Regions from separate parts of the Zea mays genome. Here all the other regions are linked to region 2. A link is a contact called in public Hi-C data. All regions are on one chromosome and are shown on one strand. The core of a region is the stretch at or near the end of the contact, and the rest is flanking DNA. Distances in the headings are between cores, read along the strand shown. Region 1 holds the start of LOC542678 (SET domain-containing protein SET102). Region 2 holds the start of LOC100272445 (ribonuclease P). Region 3 holds the start of LOC103646454 (60S ribosomal protein L3).

Evidence for each region. Hi-C and Micro-C count contacts between places; a contact is called where the count stands out from the background.
Region 1: a Hi-C map of ear shows a contact between it and region 2, with 3 times the contacts expected there. The contact joins the promoter of LOC542678 here to the promoter of LOC100272445 in region 2. A contact is called at or near these places in 2 of 25 Hi-C or Micro-C datasets (ear and tassel).
Region 3: a Hi-C map of endosperm shows a contact between it and region 2, with 2.4 times the contacts expected there. The contact joins the promoter of LOC103646454 here to the promoter of LOC100272445 in region 2. A contact is called at or near these places in 2 of 25 Hi-C or Micro-C datasets (endosperm and leaf).

What each region holds. Positions count from the first base shown.
Region 1 is chr2:53,764,130-53,768,799 of Zm-B73-REFERENCE-NAM-5.0, forward strand. LOC542678 (SET domain-containing protein SET102) reads right to left here and starts at 3,268. Exons shown (of 11, transcript NM_001112195.1): 1 at 3,198-3,268; 2 at 3,006-3,058; 3 at 2,822-2,886; 4 at 2,525-2,681. The coding sequence starts at 3,014.
Region 2 is chr2:54,165,514-54,170,068 of Zm-B73-REFERENCE-NAM-5.0, forward strand. LOC100272445 (ribonuclease P) reads left to right here and starts at 2,312. Exons shown (of 8, transcript NM_001146919.1): 1 at 2,312-2,709. The coding sequence starts at 2,587.
Region 3 is chr2:53,857,839-53,862,208 of Zm-B73-REFERENCE-NAM-5.0, forward strand. It overlaps LOC103646454 (60S ribosomal protein L3), which reads left to right and starts at 1,629. Exons shown (of 6, transcript XM_008671191.4): 1 at 1,629-1,743; 2 at 1,893-2,000; 3 at 2,358-2,468; 4 at 2,783-3,087; 5 at 3,562-3,971; 6 at 4,058-4,370. The coding sequence starts at 1,916. The coding sequence ends at 4,316.

The DNA of each region.
Region 1 (4,670 bases), core at 2,018-4,517, 400 kb before region 2:
ATTGAAGGCTGATTTGGTGACCAGGGATCACGGAAGGATTGAAAGGGATTCAGGGGGAAATTAGTTCAATTCCCCCTCAATCCCCTCCAACCCCCCGTGATCCCCTTGTCACCAAATCAACCCTGACAGAGTTACTAGAAAACTTCAATTGCTCCATCATGCTAATACATGCCGTTGTGGGCTCCATTAGGCAGCAATACACTAGGAAGAAGGGCACGGCTGCCTCTAGTGGCTAGAACCAGTTCAGTTGGTTGCATTAGGCTCTGTCATTTGGATTAGTTAGCTAAAGAATAGGATCTGGAGAAATAATAGGAAAAGATTAGTGCCTCAGCCACACAGGTGGGAGATATAACCATCGGTGTGGCTGGGCATGAGGGGTTAAGCAGAAGTAGAGTCAGCCGATCATACCCAGGGAGGGTGATCTCCTCTGCCGCTGCTATTCCAATCAGGTTAGCCACTGTAATTTCCCTTCCAATCATCAATAAAGTGCCCAGGTTCCTAGCCATATAATATGCATGGATCAATACTAGGGGCCTGTTTGGATGGTGGATTTTAAAAAGCTTCCTGGGCCAAGCAGACTCCCAAGTGTCTGGTTTTTTGGATGCCTAGAACCACAATTGTTGCTTGGCTAGGCAATGCCTGCAAGAAATCAATCTGACCAAGCCCTAGATGCAGCACATGACCACAAACAGAAACCGCCATACCCTAGCATTCCAATTTAGCACCCTATTTGGATTTTGAATACCTAGAACTGGGCCTTGAGTTTTGAAACTAGAATTGGGTTACCAAAATCTGGGTGTTTTGATGCCACACGAATTGGTACTGATAGTACGGAACTGAATCCCCAAGGGTTTGGGGCATATTTCAGAAGTCCAAAGATTGAATGTGACATTTGAAGTTAGTGAATTAGAAGGGCAAAATGCATATCATGTTAGTTTAGAATCAAGTCACATAAGTTTGACTTGCTACTACATTATTCTACCAACAATCAGAATATAACATTAGGCAAATTTGGTTATGTAGCACCCAAAGAAAAGATACTGGTTTTAGAAAAGCTCGCACTGAAAGAGTTTGGTACAGTTTAATAGCACCGAAACAACAAAAGGCTAAGCTTTTTAGCACTTTGCTAACTTCTGTTAGCATTCTCACTGCTATTTTTTTCATTTTCACATTTCAGCCTGCAACAAGAAACACCACAATTGTCCCATGCCTTAAACTGTATGTATGGAGGTCCAATCTGATCTGCACTTTTTCTTCTCACCCTCTCTGACTCAACGCACCTCAGCTGAGTGACCCGAGGTCCCAAGCAGCAGCCTCTGGTGAACCCTACTGTCCTGGTGACCTGTTGCTCCTCTTCTCCGAGTGCCTAGTGACGCATTCATAGTCTTCTGCTAGGTCACAGTGGCCTGCAGCTGGTGCCTGCACCCTCCACCCTGACAAGATCAGGGAGGGTTGTTCCCTGTGGCATGTAGTTGTTACCCACCTCCCTTGCCCAGGCGATCTCCTCGTCTTGGAAAACCAGCCAGCGGTAAGGAATCCCCTTCAGTTTTATTTGACTTGGTGGTGAACCCTAAAGTTTGGGGGAAATCAAGATTTCAACCCCTAAAATTGGTTGTTTTGTTTGCAATTGAGTATCAAAGCAAAAAAGATAGAATAAATTCATGGACCTCGTAGATTTCCCATGGGGTAAGATCATGACTCTACGTCTCTAGCCTATCTTTCCAACCTAACTATGTTTAGCTCTGTGCAAGATGTGCTTGCTATTTACTGTATACAGCCTGTGTGGATCACTTATTCAATTGGACTAACTAGTGGCTAAAATAGTCCTAGTCCATTCAAACAAGCAAACTAATAGGTGGACTAATTTCTAGTCTAGACCCCAAGTAACAATTAGAACATTAGGTGGGCAAACCCAGCCAATGGAACTAATAGGTGTCCATGGAACTTTTAGTTGGGGATTCAAACACAACAAAAATATTTTTTAGCTAGCTTAACTTTAGCTCAATAATTTTTAGGTTGAACTAACAACTAGTCCTAGTTCATCCCAACAAGCCATAAACCATCTGTTCCAGGGTGAACCCAATGACAGTGTAGATTTGAGAAGATAGTGAGCGTGTATGCATAACTGCGCATGTCGACATGCCCATAATTGTATAAGGGACAATTGCAAGGGTAAAACAATAAACCAGGTGTGGACTTAAAGGAGTAACGAAGTAAAGGAAGATGACTGCAATAGATGGAGAAGTTCACAGAATGCTAAAAGGCCAAAGGTTGAAAACTTCTGGTGATATTGAAGTGTACCAGACTGTTATTTATCTAAAACAAAGATCTTTCGGTGCCATGGACCAATTTCGCCCTATCCATTCATTAAGGCGCCCTATGTTGAAACCATATACTTTCCCTTCGCAGTGCCGGGTAAGGAAAATTGAATCATCAATGATACAGAACAAAATTACAAAACTAATTCATCAGGCATCAGATAATTTCGAACTATGGCCCTAATACCAAAATAGCAAGGTCCTACCTGATTCTTGCAGTACACACCACAACGGCAATAGCCAGGCGTGCATTCTGTGTTAGTCAATAAATTTAAACACCGGTCTCCACATGGACTCTCTGGATCCAAGATATCATACTGGCACTCACACACAGCTATGTCCTCCTCTGTCTGACTCTTATGCCTCCAAAAGATAACACAGGTAGTCAGGAAGTATAACATTCCCATAACAACAGAAAACGAGAGGAAATGTTGCGAACCAGTCCCATCAAAGTTCAACCCACATTGGACAGATTGAGAAAGAACTAACGCAGAACTGCTCACTTTCTGTAGGAGAAAGCGTTGCTGTCAATGTGGATGTACGACGGTGCCTCTACGCATTCTTCCTCCTGCAATCCAAGTAATAATTGGACGAATTCAGCATACAGAGAAACACACAAAAAAAAACATCTTCCGGACAGTCTCGCGCAGAAGAGATGAAAAAATGAGTTCCAAGCAGCACAAACACCATTAGCATTCGTGATTCGTCGACTGTGGAACAGCAGACAGTAACAAGACGGCCTGAAAAAAATAAAGATTCGGGGTGAAATTAGAATTTTGAGGCGACGGATGAATGAACCTTACAACAAAGGCAAGCTGAAGGAGTTCTTCACTCTTTCATAATCTGAATATAATCTAAGAGAAGCAGGCTAGAGCGTACCAAAACTTAAGGCACTCCGGATCAACAAGAGAGGATGAGGAATAGACCGAACCCAGCTCTGAAGACTGAACAGACGAGGTACCCGAGGGCAGAGAACGTGCCGGTGGCAGACGGAAGGAAGAGGCTAACTGGCTAAAGGATACCGAACGGACGGAGGGAGGCAGCTCGGGGCGGCAGGCTTGTTGTCGAGGGGAAGGCGGACAACGGCGGCTGAGATGGGGATGACCGCGGGGATCCGAGGACGATACACGAGATGCCTGGTGCGTCCGCGGAGAGAGCGGTCTGGGCGACGGTCAGGGTCTCTCCAACAGGTAGAGATCCGCTAGGGTAATTCCTAGAACATATGGATTAAATGAAATTAAAAATTAGTATATATTTTAACTTGCCGTAGATTTAAACTCACTAAATCATATTCAATCCATATAGATTGAGTTAAAAACAAAAAAACCCTAAATAATTTATATCTTAAAGATATTAAGGATAAATGTAAAAAAAATATATAAGAGACATATTTTAGTGAAAAAATATCTCTTACACAATTCTTTAGATCTAGAAACGATTTTACTTATACAACCTACATAAATAAGTCATATCTTAAGAGGTTCTAATGAATAAAATATAAAGTTTAAATATATTAGGTCGTATGAAAAAGTTTCTTAGATATATTTAGTGCTTGGAGAACTGTAATATAGTATCTAGATTGTATATGTCCTAAGGTCCCGTTCGGTTCCTACGGAATAGTCGTCTACAACGAATCTAACTCGGAGTACTTACCTAATTTATATAAGCTTTGATCCGATTGAACGAATTCTAGACCAATTTCAGGAGAAACGAACAAGAACTAAAATATCTTATAACCTAAAGTTTGGTTTCGTTTGGTTAGAATGGGATTAGTGGGGATTGGAAGGGAAAATAAACTTTTTTTCTTCAAACCTCTTCAAGTCTTGTTCGTTTGTCCAACAATACATCAAAAATCATTTGTTATCAAATCTTATACTACTTTCATTCTCGAATATTTGTCACCCGCTAGTTTATTTTTAAACTAAAACGAGACAAATTGTCACACTCGGGTTTTAGGGACCCGGACGTGAGACATAATCACCAAGTGTGCTAGAACCAAGTATCACACATATGATGATTCATGATACAGAAACGAACGTCACATCTTTACTATATAATAGGGGAGTTCTATACAAAATAAATAAATAATTACATCATATGGAGACAACGATCCAGCAACCCAAAGTTGACTGGGAGACGACGGCATAGACCTCTCGCGAACACATCACGCCATCTTTCATGCGCCTCATCCTGGAGATACCTGTTCTTGACCTGTGGGGGGTGTGAGACAGCAAGGGTGAGCTCACATACGTTTATCGCTTAATAAGTTGTGGGAAATAATATTGTCGGGGACCATAATTAGGGGTACCCTCAAGACGCCTAATTCTCAGCTGGTAACCCCCATCAGCATAA
Region 2 (4,555 bases), core at 1,062-3,561:
ACGGTCCGCGCCCTTAGGCCGGACGGTCCACCGTACAAGTAACGACTAGATTTCCAGTTTGAAATATGTCAGAGCTGAAAAAAGCGAAGTCCGGACAGTCCGCCAACCTTGGCCGGACCGTCCGAAACCTGACAACAAGGAGCACCAGAGCTCTGACCACGATGGGCTAACACACGCGGACTGTCCGCCATACAAGGCCGGACGGTCCGCGACCTAGGAGTTAGTACTGTCCGAGCTCAGGCCCCGGACAGTCCGTAGTACAAGTGCCCAAAAACACATAGTCCCTGCCCAAACTAATTTGGCACCTGCGGACGGTCCGCCGAACCTAACCGGACAGTCCGCACATTTATACAGGGACTGTGTAGAGGGCGACCCTCTCTGGCCAGGACTACGGACGGTCCGACCCCAAGGCCCGGACGGTCCACAGTACAAACATACAGGACCAGTCCGAAGTGAACATACTTCGGACCCCTTTGGATAGATCGCGGACGGTCCGGCCACTTGGCCCGAATGGTCCACCAACCCCGTGACTTAGCAACTTTTCAAACACGCTTTCGAAAAGATTTTTTTTAACTCTCGAAATCGGAAGCGCTGTTAGACCTCATGCAAATGTAACCACTTGATGCTCTATGAGGCACTAAGTTTTACACAGACCAAAGCCATTGACCCCTCTTAATAGTACGACCATCTAGCCTACTAATCTGGTTAAATGTCTTCTCTAAACTCCTGGAGACCGGCAAAAACAAAAACCTATGTTATACCTTTGCCTTCACTTGATCCACAACTAATGCTTATAAGTCTCCAAGATTTTTTGTTCTCTGTGGTCCAACCTGCATTCTTATTCCTCTAAGAACTGTTAGTCTACAAATAGTTGTCATTAATTACCAAAACATCACTAAGGGGCCTAGATGATTCACAACCGGTGGATGGAGTCGTGGGATGGTGGCTCCCTGGGAAGCGTCGCCTTGACTCGACAGGCATGGGAATTTGCCCTTGGTGAGACAGGACAACTAGGGAGGGGGAGCGGTAGAGGCATACCTGACAACGCTAGCAAGGAAGAGGTCGACGAAGATACCTTAGCTGTGCAGCGCCTCCACGATCTCCGTCGTCTTCATCAACGAGAAGGAGAAGGAGTTTGACATTCCCTCTGTTGCGAGCACCACAGGTGAATCAAATCGAAATCAGATGGGTTTAGCGGCTTTTGCCCCTTTACAAACATGCAGGCGGAGGTGTTGGGGTCTTCGTCTTCCTGCCGTTGTGGTGCTTGTCGGAGGCGGAGTGGGGCACGAGGCCGTGACTTGGCCGGGCTCCAGCGACCGGAGGCGAAGGGGGCACGAGGCTATGGGCGGGTTGGGCTCCAGCGGCGGGCTGCAGAATGGTGGAGGGAAGAGCGAGGGAAGAAGGCGACTGGGAAGAAGGGATAGGCGCATGAGGGCAAGTGCGTCGGGCACCACCCCTTCCCTCCCATCCTCCTTTATCCCCCTCCTCAAGCTATGATTGCGGGGAATGGTAGCGAAGGAGGGAGACATGGGATGGGGGCGCGATCACCGCGCGGTGATGAGGGCGGCTCGCGTGTTGATGAGGGCGGCGACATTTTTGGGAAGGAAGGGCGACGAGCGTGTTGGAGACGGACGATGGCAGGGAGGGGGCGCGTCGGGGTGGGGGCAAGCGGGGACATCCACGTGGGCGGGGGCATGGCGTGCTTCACCAAAAGAAGCTAGTGGATGCCCACTCTACCATCTTATGTAGTAGTAGAGATTTGTTGGCTGTAACTCATTATTACTCCCTCCGTCCCAGGATATAAGACGTAACCACTTTTTATTCTTATCCCACAATATAAGTGTACTCTCTTTATGCATACGTATATCGATGCAGTGCTATAGAGACAATTAAGTGCACTTCTTGGTCTTTGAACCAGAGGTGGTTACGCCTTATATACTGGAACAGAGGGAGTATCTTATTTAGATCCAATAATAAATACACTCATATAATAAATCTAGCTATAAGGTTGACTTTTAGATTAATCTCTTGTCTCTTTCTTTTTCATCCTTTTATCTTAGAGTCCACCTGACTTTTGTATGAGAAACAATTTTCTCTATTTTCTCATGTCCCTTTCCTCTGTATAATAAAAATGTTATATAAATAAGTTTAGAGTCCATTATTATACTTCTCTAGTTCACACGAGTCGTGGTCGAGAACGCGACATGAACAGAGCAAGGAGCTCAACCCAAGCAAAGCCGACCGACCGACCGGCCCGCCACCCAACCTAACCCGAGTACCCGACGACGCAGTCACGCAGGCGTGCCGAGCCCGGAGCCGGACTCCCACGACGCGCTGCTCGACCCACCCGGCAACCAAACCCTATCCACCCCGCGTCCTCTCTCCCCTCATTTAAACCGCCACCACGACGGCACGCCGCCTCGTCGGAAAAACCATCATCTAAAGTTCAACGCCCGCACCGCAAGCGCAACACGCCAACACCCGAGACCCGACGCGGCCTTCGCCTTCCCTCCGCGCGAGGGAGATTCGAGGGGAGAGAGGTTCTCACCTTCGCGCCTGCGGTTGCTTGGCGCAGAGTCGTCGCAGATGGACCGGTACCAGAGGGTGGAGAAGCCGCGGGAGGAGTCCCCTATCGGCGCCAACGAGATCCGCATCACGGCGCAGGGCCGGCCCCGCAACTACATCACCTATGCGCTCGCCCTGCTCCAGGTTCGGGTTCGGTCGACGGCTACTCTCTGCTACTTCCTTGCTCGTTTGTTCCCGCCGGCCGCCGCCGTTCGGCCTGTCCATCTATACGTAGAAGGAAAGCAACCATGGTTTTTACCCCCATGATTTAAAATGCTAGGGTTTTAAGTGCGGGTTCGGCGAGCATGCAGTCGTGCGGGTCGCGCGGTGAGGGTCTGGAGATGTCTCGATGGTGCTCCTGCGGCTAGGGATTCCAGTTTGAATTATTTACTATTGTAGGCCTCGTGCGGTTAGGGCTTCGAATTTGAATTATTTACTGTTCTACTAGGGCTCAGATTGCGGTTACGAATTATTGCTCCAATGGCGGCGAGGAAGGGCCGTAGCCCATAGCAACCACCTAGAGTCGTTGGTTGCGGACGCGGAGTACTATTAGGGTCATGACAGATTGTAACATGGATGGCAGAAATCTAGAAAATCTGGAGTAGGAGGCGATTCTGAATTGAAATAGAGTAATTTGTAGATTTTCAGGAATCTATTATGCTGTTGTACCTGTTTGGTTGAGATTTCAGATTTTTTGCAGCAAATTTGGTTCAGAAAGCTGAGGCAAACACACCCTTAATTATATTATTTTCTTAGAATGAGTTGGGCAGGAGTGGTTTATTGGTTTGCATCATGTGGTTTGGATTTTTGGATTAAATTCACTAGTGTATGAAATTTTCACAAGGCTTCGATTACTATGGATGTTGAAATAGGTACTGTTCATTAATGACTTTTCGTACTGTTCCAGCTAGTTGTGATGATGACCATTATGTTTTTCTAGGTTGATTTGAATTTTACAACATTAGTTCACTACTAGCTAGTCTAGGAAGTATCCATATATCTCGATTACCTAGAATGTCACGCCCAAAGAAAGGGTGCAAATTACATAGGATGTCAATTACTGTTTGTTAGCGTTTGAAGAAAGTTATACTCTTAGATACTGGCAAAGCGTGCTCCAAGACTCCTTTAGTAGAAGACATGCCTATAGTGGCTTGGATAGGAGCCAATCTAGCATTCTTGAGGACCAAGTCTTGAACTGGCGAGGTATCGATCCGACCAGGTCCTAGGACCTTGCAAAGGTTCTCTGGTACTCCTCAAGAGACCCTTGGGGTAGCATGTATCCAGCGCCACCTACTCCCCTAACCAAGTCAGCGCACAACGTTGGACAATTGACATAAAGCCCTTGTGCATCGTATTTATCGCGAAGAATGACATAGCGGTCAAAAGTGTCACTATTACCGCCTGAGGCCTTAGGTGTACCTGCAAACACCATGTGATGTGTATGGGTAAAACAGTCATCGTAGCCACACTTGGGGCTGTAGACGTACCCACAAGCATTATAAAGGCCGTATGACCACACCAACTAAGAACTATACGTACTCAACGGCATGGATCCTCACACTTACCACTACAACATGATATGTTTGACACTGTGGCACATCAGAGACATGCACCGCGTATGACTCTATGACTACAATAAGATAGGAGCACTTGGACCTCTACTAGACGGGGCCTTCTGCACAAGGATGTAACTTTCTCCTTATGTTATAAAAAGGGAAGAATAGAGCAACATAAAACGGGAGTTGTAAAGGTTCTAGATGAGGTGGTTGTGAAGGTTCTGAGTGGAGGCTCACAACTAGTTCTGGACCCTCATATCATCTTCCAGACTAGAACCACATCTGACTTTGGGACTTCTTAGACTTTGAAAGAACTAGGTCATACGCTAAGATATGGATGCATAGAGGTCTTAGGATCTCTCAATAGTCTCAGTCCCACTTTCAGGCTCAACATCATCTGAGCTTTATGGTTTTTTCATGTTTATATATATACA
Region 3 (4,370 bases), core at 379-2,878, 310 kb before region 2:
CTTGGCGTGATCTTCAAACATCACTTTGAGTTTGTTAGACTCTTAATGAAGCATTGGCTCTGATACCAATTGAAAGTCGCCTAGAGGGGGGGTGAATAGGCGAAACATGAAATTTACAAACTTTAAACACGCACTAAGGCCGGGGTTAGCGTTAGAATTAAATAGGAGTTCGAAAGATAGTTCTCCTTGCTTAGAGTTGCTCAATCAATACGGATAGCGTTTGGTAGCAAACTCAAAACATTATGAGCAAGGGTACTTTAGAGAGAGGAAAACAAATCAAGTGGAACTCAACACAAGTGAACACGATGATTTGTTTTACCAAGATTCGGTTCCAAAGAACCTAGTCCCCTTTGAGGAGGCCACAAAGGCTGGGTCTATTTCAACCCTTTTCCTCTCTCAATTGGTCACACAGACCGGTTGATGCTTCTCCTTAATCACTTGGGTCACTAAGACCCCGCAAGGATCACCACACACTTAGGTGTCTCTTGCTAGCTTTACAAAGCACTTAGAGAAATGAGAATAGAAAGGAAAAAGCAATCCAAGGAACAAGAGCAACAAAAAAACACAAAACACCCTCTCTCAAGTCACTAAGGAATTGAGTTGATTTGGAGGCTTGTAGAAGATTTGATCTATTGAATGCGTCTTGGAGTGAAGTATTTTGCTCTTGCAACGAATGTTGAGTTCAGAAAACTTGGATGGCTTGAATGGAGGTGGTTGGAGGGTATTTATAGCCCCAACCACTATTCTAGCCGTTGCTGTCGATGACGCACCGGACATGGCACTGTTCACTGTCCGGTGCGTGCCACGTCAGCACGCCGTTGGGGTTTGGAGCGGTTGTCCGTTGAAGTTCTTTGTCTTGTAGTTGCACCGGACAGTCCGGTGGCACACCGAACATGTCCGGTGCGTTCTGACTTTGCAGCCTGACATTTGACTTCTGCACTTGCGCTTTTAGTGTTCACGCAGTCGACCGTTGAGCGCTAGGTTACCGTTGCTCCGTTGGCTCACTGGACAAGCCCGGTGCACATCGGACAGTCCGACAAATTATAGCGGAGCGCTCCTTAGAAAAAACCGAGAGCGGCCTATTGGAGTGATGCTCGGCCTGGGGCACCGGACAGTGTCCGGTGCATACCGGACACCGGTGTGCCACTGGCAGCACACTCTCAAGTCTTTGCTCCAAACTTTGTTGAGTCCCCAACTTAATTTATTTCTTGGTTTATGTTGAATTTTATGCACCTGAGATAAGCATCATCTAAGCAAACTAATTAGTCCACGTGGTTTGTGATGGACGTCAACCACCAAAATCGATTATAGGAAATGATTAAGCCTATTTCCCTTTCAAGAATTATAAAAAATGAGAAGCTTTTTTTGGATTATTTTGTAACAATATGTCCGTTGTCCAAACACACGTTGCATTTTTTACATTATAATAAAGTAGAACTATATCAATGAGGTAGTAAAACGAAATATAGGGACATTTTCAAATAAGAGTGGACGACCCATATTTTAAATGGAGTACTGGATCGAGCCCACAGTACCTCAGCTCATAAGGTCAGAGTAACAACCCATATTTCACAGAGCATTCCGGTCCGACGTGATTAAAACTCTCGCACCGGAGACCCCTTTAGAGCTTGACCTCTTTAATCCTCTCAAACCACTAGTAAGCGAACATGGCCTTATATAAGTGACCTCTCCTAGGGTTTACGCGCATTGTGGCTCCTCACTTCCGCGCCGCCACCCCTACAGGTGAATATAACGAATCCGCCGCCGGCGTCATCTCCTCCTCCCACCTCGACTCGCCTTGCTCGCCGTCGGCGGCCATTTCGTCGCCGCGCGGCGAGCCGCCCATGTTGAGCTCGCGGCGGATCTGATGGGCTTGTTGTGATCTCCTGCAGGTAAGGAAGAGGAGGAGGGCAGGATGTCGCACCGTAAGTTCGAGCACCCGAGGCACGGCTCCCTCGGCTTCCTTCCCAGGAAGCGCTCCTCCCGTCACCGCGGCAAGGGTACGCTCGCATCTCTTACTCCCTCTTTGTTCGCTTGCCTTGTCCCGATACGTGTCATCTGAAATGTTCTACCCTTCAACCTTTAGAACTTGAAGTATTATTTATGTTCCTTCTATTTAAACAACCTGTACTCCGCTAGTGGTGTTTTTAAGTAATAATTTTCATAGGGTTGTCTTCCGTCAGTGAAGGATTGTCTATTGCATATAAGTGCAATCCAACATTATGTATAATCTGAAAACGTGCTGTACAATTGAATTATGTTGCTGTGAACATTAACCTGTTTAGTATGGTATGCACATTCCTTTGGCAGGTTTACTTAATGTCCAAAATCTGATAGTAGTTTTCCTGTTTTTGCAGTGAAGTCATTCCCTAGGGATGACCCCAAGAAGCCTTGCCATCTCACTGCCTTCCTTGGCTACAAGGCTGGCATGACTCACATTGTCCGTGAGGTTGAGAAGCCAGGATCCAGTATGTCCACCCCCTTCGTTTTTGTTAATCAATTAAGCTGATGACATAGTCCAGTTTGTTTATATCTGAAAAATGAATTGTAACATAAGCATGATTTGATTTCTGACCAGCAGTTTTAGTTTTTTTATGAATTTGAGGGCACTTAATTTTAGATGATAAGCCACACAACTATCTCTTCACAGGCCCATAGACTTACTCAAAACAATAGATTTTTCTGTTTGAATATCCACAACTGCTTGCACCCATGAATCTCGAGTATATGGATACCATTTCACTCCATTATCGTAACTGCTCTGCCTACTTGATTTCTACAGAACTCCATAAGAAGGAAACTTGTGAGGCTGTTACCATCATTGAAACCCCTCCTCTTGTCATTGTTGGGCTCGTGGCATATGTGAAGACTCCTCGTGGCCTCCGCACACTCAACTCTGTTTGGGCCCAACATCTTAGCGAAGAAGTGAGGAGAAGGTTCTACAAGAACTGGTGCAAGAGCAAGAAGAAGGCTTTCACAAAGTATGCTCTCAAATATGAAAATGATGCTGGCAAGAAGGAAATTCAGCTGCAGCTTGAGAAGATGAAGAAATATGCTTCTGTTATCCGTGTCATTGCTCATACCCAGGTAAGAAGCTTAATTGTGCTTTGTTGTTCATTCATGATTGTAGGAACACAGTTTCTTGATGATTGATAGTGCAATTACTATTGGTCTTTTATTTGGCTTCATTATTCCTGTTTATGCAATCTTTGTGTAGTCAAATGATCATTTACATGTCAATGATCATTTTTGTTTTCTTTATTTTATATATATATATATATATATATATATATATATATATATATATATATATATATATATATATATATATATATATAACCCTTGTTATTAAGTTTAAACTTCCATTGTATTATCTATCAATGATCATGTTGATTTCTTCTGTGATGTTAAAATTCTTGACTTGTTATCAAATTTCAACTTCTATTGTACCTCAGTGCCGGGAGTGAAGTACACCTATCTTTCATATAATTGAAAAGTGATTATTTTTTCTGAGGCACTAGGTATTAGCAAACTCACCTCTTATGTATTTGTATCTTTTAGATTAGGAAGATGAAGGGTTTGAAGCAGAAGAAGGCTCACCTGATGGAGATTCAGGTCAATGGTGGTACCATTGCTGACAAGGTGGACTATGGCTACAAATTCTTTGAGAAAGAGGTCCCTGTTGATGCTGTCTTCCAGAAGGATGAGATGATTGACATCATTGGTGTGACCAAGGGGAAAGGTTATGAGGGTGTGGTCACTCGTTGGGGTGTCACCCGGCTTCCCCGCAAGACCCACAGGGGTCTCCGCAAAGTTGCTTGTATCGGTGCATGGCATCCGGCTAGGGTCTCCTATACGGTTGCCCGTGCTGGTCAAAATGGGTACCACCACCGCACTGAGATGAACAAGAAGGTTTACAAGATCGGCAAGGCTGGACAAGAGACCCACGATGCCTCCACAGAGTTTGACAGGTACTATTTCTGAGCTTCTTGTACTAACTTGCACAATCTGTTTACCTTTGTTGCTCTTGTTGGTAACGAATTGCTGCCATTTGCAGGACTGAGAAGGACATCACTCCCATGGGTGGCTTCCCCCATTATGGTATCGTGAAGGGTGACTACCTGATGATCAAGGGCTGCTGTGTGGGTCCAAAGAAGAGGGTGGTGACCCTCCGCCAGTCCCTCCTGAAGCAGACTTCCCGGCTGGCGCTGGAGGAGATCAAGCTCAAGTTCATCGACACATCGTCCAAATTTGGGCACGGTCGTTTCCAGACTACCGATGAGAAGCAGAGGTTCTTTGGCAAGCTCAAGGCGTAAGGTGCTGCGGTGCAGCGACAAGTCCCATTTCTCAAAATCATCAAACTGTGATAC